2 separate regions of the Mus musculus genome follow, and region 2 is linked to region 1. The links are chromatin contacts, called in public promoter capture Hi-C maps. All regions are on one chromosome and are shown on one strand. The core of a region is the stretch at or near the end of the contact, and the rest is flanking DNA. Distances in the headings are between cores, read along the strand shown.

Region 1 (3,794 bases), core at 546-3,045:
GGAGTGATGGAGAGAGACAGGGTGCTGTGTAGGAAGGGGTGGGATGTGTTAGGGAAGTTTCTTGGCTAGCATCCACAGGGAGATATGAACTGTTTCCTGGCCATCTGTTCTTACATGTGTCATAGGCATCTGAAAACATACATGCTGGGAAATGAACTTCTCTTCTTTCCCCAAATCAGCTTTCTTATAGCCTCTGAGCCTGTTAACAGACTTCTCTTCTAGTCACCCAGGCAAGAAACCTGGAGTCATTTTTTTTTCTTTGACAGAGACTTAGTACGAGACCCATTCTCTGGCCTTGAACTTGGAGCAATCCTCCTGTCTCATCCTCCAACCACAAGTACTGACATTACAGGCTTGTGCTTGTCAATCATAACCAGTCTTGGCTTAGAGTTACTCTTTTTTTTTGTTGTTTTTTTGGTTTTCTGAGACAGGGTTTCTCTGTGTAGCCCTGGCTGTCCTGGAACTCACTTTGTAGACCAGGCTGGCCTCAAACTCAGAAATCCTCCTGCCTCTGCCTCCCAAGTGCTGGGACTAAAGGCATGCGCCACCACTGCCTGGCTTAGAGTTACTCTTGACTCCTTCTTTTCCTCTCATACCCCACATCAATAAACTTTGTCTCTGTTTTCACATTCTACTCATGATGATTTCTTGTAACCTTTCCCACCTTGGTCCACACGGCCATCATGTGTGTTATTAGTAGCCTCTTCCCGTGCTACTAACCCTGTTATCTAGTCTCAGAACAGAGTTGTTTAGAGATTATGTCAGACCATGACACTTCTTTTCTGCAAACACTCTATAGTTTTCTTCCACTCAGTAAAGGCCTACCCTGGCGCACAAGAACCTCCAGGAACTGGTCCCTCTCAACTGTGCTGACCTCATGCTCTGTTTTCCTTCCTAAAATACCTGCTCTCCAAGTCACTCCCATATTCAAAACAACAAATTCTTCTTCATTATCTTCTTTATTTTTCTTTATAACAGTGATCATATCCTATATATTTTTATTGATTGATTATTACCTCTACTATTTTGTGAACTCCATTAAGCTGGCAGTTTTTAATCTGTTTCATTCACTAGAAGTGAACTACCAGGGCCCAGAACCAAAGCTCCCAGGAAATGTTTGTTGACCCTTTCCCAGATTAGAGCCAGAAGCTTGGAGGATCAAGTTATCATACTTATGAAGTCATTGATATCAGAGTTTGGTCCATGGAAGACTTGTGTGGGTTCAAGTCTTTATTTTACCACAAATCATCAAAACACCCAAACTACCCATGCTTTAATTTTCTCATCATTAATTAGGACAGTAATAGAGCCTATTTGATAGAGAGCCTGTGGTACCATCAATAGGTATAAAGTCCTAAGAACAGTGCCTAGCATAGAATAAGGTCTAGATAAACATTTGCTATAATTAAATACACACAGATGATTATCAGTAGTTTACATTTTCAAAAGTCCTTCAGTGTGTTGACTTGCTGTTGTCCATGTAAAAATTCATTTCCCATGTTTCTACACCCATAAACTTATATGATCTTCCTGTAATTTAATTATCTTCAGTGGCCTGCCTCTTTATCTGTAAACTAGAATGTCTCCTTGTGTACACAATCATTTTGAAGCTGTTAAACAGTAATCTCGCTGGGTCCCAGTTTCCCAATCTGTGTGCTGAGTGGGTTGGACCAGATAACCTCCAAGGGTTTTTCTAGCTCTGACAATCTGTTGGGATGGGACAGGAGGAGAAAATAGGCCCCACCCCGTGTCCCACCCCCGAGAATATGCCCTCTGGCTGCCAAGAGGAAGGGTGACAGAGTCAGCTGGGCTCAGCTTCAAGGGCACCGGGTAGGAGTCTTGTCAAGGTTCCTAGGCAAGGGTGGTGGTGGTACTCCTGGGCTGGAGGCAGGCGTGAAGTGAGGCCACATCAGGGGGAACTAAGAGTACAGAGAACTGGAACTAAGGTGAGAGGTGAGGGAAAGAGGTCCCTCATCACCGGGACAGAGCTGTGGTGGTGAGTTCGATGACAATTTGAGCCTGGGTGTTTTCCCTTTAGATGGTGCTCCTTACCCTCCACCCTCTTCAGCTAGCCAGGTTCTGCAGGCCAGAGGAAGCAGCAGAACACCATTGACTGCCTCCCTGAGCCCGAGCACTGCCTGATGCCATCAGTCCCTGGACTGGACTAAGGAAGCTGGGTAGGGGCTGGACTAAGGGTGTTGGGTAGGGGCTGGGCTAAGGGAGCTGGGTAGGGGCTGGGCAGGCCTGGGTTGCACATGGATTTGCTCCTCCTAGCTCTCCTGGGTGCTTTTCCTCTTTTATTGTAGGTTCATCAGGACTGGAAAAGTCGAGAAATCAGATCCTTACTTCTGTCCTTTCTACTTGTAGGGGGCCATGACCAGTGCAGACTCCTTGCTATTCACATCACTAGGTCCCAGCCCAAGTTCTGGAGATGGTGATTGTAAGTTTAATGAGGAATTCAAGTTCATCCTGTTGCCTCTGAGCTATGCAGTTGTCTTTGTGCTGGGCCTGGCCCTCAATGCCCCAACCCTTTGGCTGTTCCTCTTCCGCCTTCGACCCTGGGATGCAACAGCCACTTACATGTTCCATTTGGCATTGTCAGACACCTTGTATGTGCTGTCACTGCCCACCCTCGTCTACTACTATGCTGCCAGAAACCACTGGCCCTTTGGCACTGGCTTCTGCAAGTTCGTCCGCTTTCTTTTCTACTGGAACCTCTACTGCAGTGTCCTTTTCCTCACCTGCATCAGTGTGCACCGCTACATGGGCATCTGCCATCCACTGCGGGCAATACGCTGGGGCCGCCCTCGATTTGCAGGTCTTCTCTGCCTAGGTGTTTGGTTGGTAGTAGCTGGCTGCCTCGTGCCCAACCTCTTCTTTGTGACAACCAATGCCAATGGAACCACCATCCTGTGCCATGACACGACTCTGCCTGAGGAGTTTGACCACTACGTATACTTCAGTTCCACAATCATGGTGCTGCTCTTTGGCTTTCCCTTCTTGATCACTCTGGTCTGCTATGGACTCATGGCCCGGCGACTGTATCGACCTTTGCCAGGAGCTGGACAGTCATCTTCTCGGCTCCGTTCTCTCCGCACCATTGCTGTGGTGCTGACTGTCTTTGCTGTCTGCTTTGTGCCTTTCCACATCACCCGCACAATTTATTACCTGGCAAGACTGTTGAACGCCGAATGCCGGGTGCTGAACATTGTCAATGTGGTTTACAAAGTGACTCGTCCCCTGGCCAGTGCTAATAGCTGTCTTGATCCAGTGCTCTATCTGTTCACGGGGGACAAGTATCGAAACCAGCTCCAGCAGCTATGCAGAGGTAGCACACCTAAGCGCCGAACAACTGCTTCCTCCCTGGCATTGGTGACCCTACATGAAGAAAGCATCAGCAGGTGGGCGGACATCCACCAAGACAGCATCTTCCCTGCTTATGAGGGTGACCGATTATAACAGTGGGCACTGGATATGACAGGAAGGGGACTAACTGCAGGCAGAGGGGAGGGAGCTCCTTAGTGACAGTTGATAGGGGCATCAGCTATCCTCTTTTTAAGCCAAAGTTTGAAGTAGTTACTCCTATGCTTCTTTCTCTTTTTCTGTCCCTTCCTGGGGCCACTGTTCCCGTTTCTCAAACCTCAGTACTCTTTGCTGGTTCTGCTTCCCCCAGGTCCTTCCACAGCATGTGTTTCTTCAACCAGAGTAGTGACTTCAACTAGAGGAGTGAAGGTAGAGCAATCTCAAGACGGGCCTGATGTGTATCATGAAACAAGGCAGAACCAGGAAGCTGG
Region 2 (3,794 bases), core at 494-2,993, 130 kb before region 1:
CCAGGCTGAGAGAGACACAGCCAGTTGACTAGTTGCTATGGATACGGGATTGAACAAACCACAAAGCCCCTGACTAAAAGATTCTCTGTGTCCACTTCTCAGGGGTTAGGGGCACTGTAAAATAGAAGACTTGAGGGGAGCAGGCTGCCTGGATCACTGCCTTCTAAAGGAACCTCATTCCTGTCTGCACAGTCCAGAAAATCCAAGTCTCCCCCCCGCCCCCACAACCTAGCCTTATCATTTCCTTCCCAGACATCATATACAGTCACCCTCCACCCCAAATAGAAACCCAACTCCCACCTTCCCCGTCCCAGAGGCCCCACCCTCTGAGCTATCCTTAAAGTACATTAAGCACACAGGGCAAAGGTGCATGTGTGCGTGTCTGCTTGTGCGTGTCTGTAGCGGGGGGGGGGGGTGGTGGCGGCGGCAGGGGAATTGTTCTGGAGCAGGGTATTCCTGTGCCTTGTGGTTCTCAGTACGGCTGAGACTAAGCAGATCTACAAACCAGACTGGGCTTGTGAGTGTGATTCTACTTGAGAGGGTGTGCAGTTTGCAGCAGGTGAGAAGTCTACTACTGAACTACCAACGTAAGCAATAAGCAGGGTGTGACTGTGGGTCATGTATCAGCAGATGAACATGTGTGTGCACTAGTGGACTTGTGGCTCCCAGTAAAATGGGTTTCAAAATGACTATGTAAAGGAGCCTCTGGATAATCTCTCTCTCTCTCTTTCTCTGCTCTCTCTCCTCTCTCTCTCTCTCTCTCTCCCTCTCTGCTCTCCCTCTTTCTCTCCTCTCTGCTCTCTCTCTCCCTCTCTCCCTCTATGCTCTCCCTCTTTCTCTCCTCTCTGCTCTCTCTCTCTCTTCTCTCTCTCTCTCTCTCTCTCTCTCTCTCTCTCTCTCTCTCTCATCTAACTGTCCTGTACAAAGGAACGGTGTCGCTTTTTCACTCTGTGTGAGAGCTCTTGCAAGAACGCAAGGTGTGTCTGCTCTTAAAGATGCCCCCTTAATAAATTCTCCTTAGGAAAGGAGGGTCCCGTCTAGGTAGTGGAGGGGTGGGAGCTGGGTCCCTTCCCACTATACTGACTGGTCAACCCAAAGAGAGGCCCCTGCTTCTCCCCATCCCGGAACTGGGCTACAGTATCCTGCCCTGAGCACCAATCCACATCCCTTGCTTCGTCTAGGGTCATACCCGGGCACCCCAGATTTCCAGAGTCCTACCTCCCTCAAGAGTTGCCTGGAAGATGGAATCAGGATCTGGCCAGTCTGAAAGACCCGGAGCAGGGAATCTGACAGGGGTGCTGCATAGCCCCCTGGGCTCCATCCCTCCCGGCTTGAGCCGCTCTTTGCTTCCCGGCTCCCCAGCGGTAGCCCCCAGCCTTCCCGAGCCCTCACACCTTTTACACAGTGAGCAAGCAAGCCCGCAGCTCTGCCTCCCAGCTCCTCTCCGAGTTGTCTGCCTCCTCCCTCTTGCAGTCCCTGGCTCAGCCTCACTGGTCAAACAGGTGTCACTGTTGCCACCTACAGGAAGAAGTGTGGGTCCTCTTGGAAGGCCGGGAGAGGCGCTATGGCTCGAGCACAGTCATGGTGGGAAGATGAGCGAGTGAGCTAGCTGGAGAGGAGGTCGGCTTCTTTACTCTCTGGAGCTGGCAGTCAGGGGGCTTGGTGTGAGGAATTCCTTTGTGCAGCCTTCCCCATCCCTCTGTCCCTCCTCCTGTTCCCCTCCCAGTCACTGCCTGAGGGCTTTGTCCTGGCTCTAGGAGGCCAGGACTGAGGGCATAGGAGGGAGGGAAGCTGGGGGAGGTGACCACACAATTTTGCAACTTGGCAGCGAGGAGAAGGGGCCCTGCCAGTCCCCTAGAAACTCTTGAGTGGATAAGGAAGTCTAACCTCAAGCTTCCTAGGAGTACAACTTCCAATCATTAGCTTCCCTTTCCTCTTGGGCTATTTATACTTCTGCAAGTTCCATCGATGTGATGCTATTGAAGTGACTTTATGAACTCTAGGCAGTAAGATGCCCCATTTCTGGACCAGGAGTCCCTGTGGATGTATTCAATAGCCCTCACCGCACCACCCATCAGGTGCTCATTCAGGATATCAGGCTCGCTGTCTTGTTTATCAAGCACTGAATGGCTTCAGGAGTGTATAGTGTATTAGGGTACCAGGCTTTTGGAAGATGAACATGTACAAAAGAAGCAGGTGGCCTAGCAAGCTGTGGTCAGCTTAGTATAAAAAGTACAGGATTGCATGGGAGCTGTGTTGATGGACAGCTCTTGGATTGGGGCTGATGAAGTGACTTGGGGTCTGTGTGTGAGCACTATGGAGGGTGGGAAAGGATGACTCCTTACAGATAAGCTGGCTTCCCCTCCCCCTCCACACACTCAATTTTATCCAGTGAGGGAGACTGGCTCTCTTCTGCCAGGAGCTGGTTCCCTCCCTCTCAGCTTTCCCATTGTATCCAGAGGCTCTATTTGGCAATGACAGAGATTCTCTAACTCTCTCAGAATTAAAATGCAAAGAGGAGCAAGGCTGCTTGCTGGCAGGAAGCCAGGGAGGGCCAGCGGGTCACCTAGTCCTCCACTGGGAGTCATTCTTGGCAGGTTGTTTTTCAATTTCCTTTGCTTGGGTTGTGGTGGATTCTAGAGTCTTGTTTTCTTGTACGTGGGGATGGTTTGAGAGCCTTTTGGGGGTGGTGGGGTGGGGACAGCATTCGATATGCATGGATGAGCCTCAAGGCTTGCAAACTCCCAAAAGGTTTCAAATATAGCCTGTATGAGGTACTGCATGGCTGGCCCCCCTTCTGGCTTCTAACTGGAGACAAGAAATCTGGCATAAGGTAAGGAATAATCCTTGTCCCCCCCCCCCCACTTCCTTTTTAAGGGAGAAAGCAAGGGGGCAGTAGTTTTGTTCTGTAAACGGAAAAGCATTAGTAGGATTGCAGGGCACTAGAAAGAACTATATGGTAAATGTAACTGGCTTCTGTTCCCAGCTCTAATATTCACTGACATTGTAACTCTATATAACCACCTCTTTGTACCACGGTACTATCTCTGTTAGATATTTAATGTTCCCCAAGGGCTTGTGTGTTCACAGCTTGTTCCCTGGCCTGTGGTACAATTTGGGAGGTTGGGGAAAACTTTATAGCGAGGTAGGTTCTCGTGGAGTGTCTGTCTTTTGTATACTGGAGAGTATGCTCTCGAAGGCTGGTGATGGGACCCAGATCCTTCCACTATTTTCTCCCATCCTGCTCCATCGTACTTCTGTCATGATCTAATATGGGTTTCTAAGCATGGCCCAGGGCCTCCAAAACCATGAGCTAAATTAAACACATTCTCCAGTCAACTCCATCTCTCAAGTATTTGCTATTGTATGGTAAAGCAGACACTTGATTTTCTTATATGCAAAGTACAGGCTAAGGACCTTGAACATTTTTTTAAAAAGATTTGTTTACTATGTTGTACTGGCTAGTTTTGTGTCAACTTGACACAGCTGGAGTTATCACAGAGAAAGGAGCTTCAGTTGAGGAAATGCCTCCATGAGATCCATCTGTAAGGCACTTTCTCAATTAGTGATTAAGGGGGAAAGACCCCTTGTGGGTGGGACCATCTCTGGGCTGGTAGTCTTGGTTCTATAACTGAGCAGGCTGGGCAAGCCAGGGGAAGCAAGCCAGTAAGTAACATCCCTCCATGGCCTCTGCATCAGCTCCTGCTTCCTGACCTGCTTGAGTTCCAGTCCTGACTTCCTTGGTGATGAACTGCAGTATGGAAGTATAGGCCGAATAAACCCTTTCTGCCCCA

The links. Capture Hi-C pulls out chosen DNA fragments and counts their contacts.
Region 2: a promoter capture Hi-C map of adipose tissue shows a contact between it and region 1. The contact joins the promoter of Gdpd2 here to the promoter of P2ry4 in region 1. A contact is called at or near these places in 4 of 39 promoter capture datasets (the SN4741 cell line, hippocampal neurons, liver and 1 more), 1 of 484 Hi-C or Micro-C datasets (ventricular fibroblasts) and 2 of 9 other capture datasets (adipose tissue and liver).

The regions. Positions count from the first base shown.
Region 1 is chrX:100,592,870-100,596,663 of GRCm38.p6, reverse strand. It overlaps P2ry4 (pyrimidinergic receptor P2Y, G-protein coupled, 4), which reads left to right and starts at 1,795. Exons shown (of 3, transcript NM_020621.4): 1 at 1,795-1,946; 2 at 2,039-2,177; 3 at 2,368-3,794. The coding sequence starts at 2,374. The coding sequence ends at 3,459.
Region 2 is chrX:100,727,796-100,731,589 of GRCm38.p6, reverse strand. Gdpd2 (glycerophosphodiester phosphodiesterase domain containing 2) reads right to left here and starts at 1,743. Exons shown (of 16, transcript NM_023608.4): 1 at 1,395-1,743. It overlaps Gm52438 (a long non-coding RNA gene), which reads left to right and starts at 2,422. Exons shown (of 3, transcript XR_003953096.1): 1 at 2,422-2,833.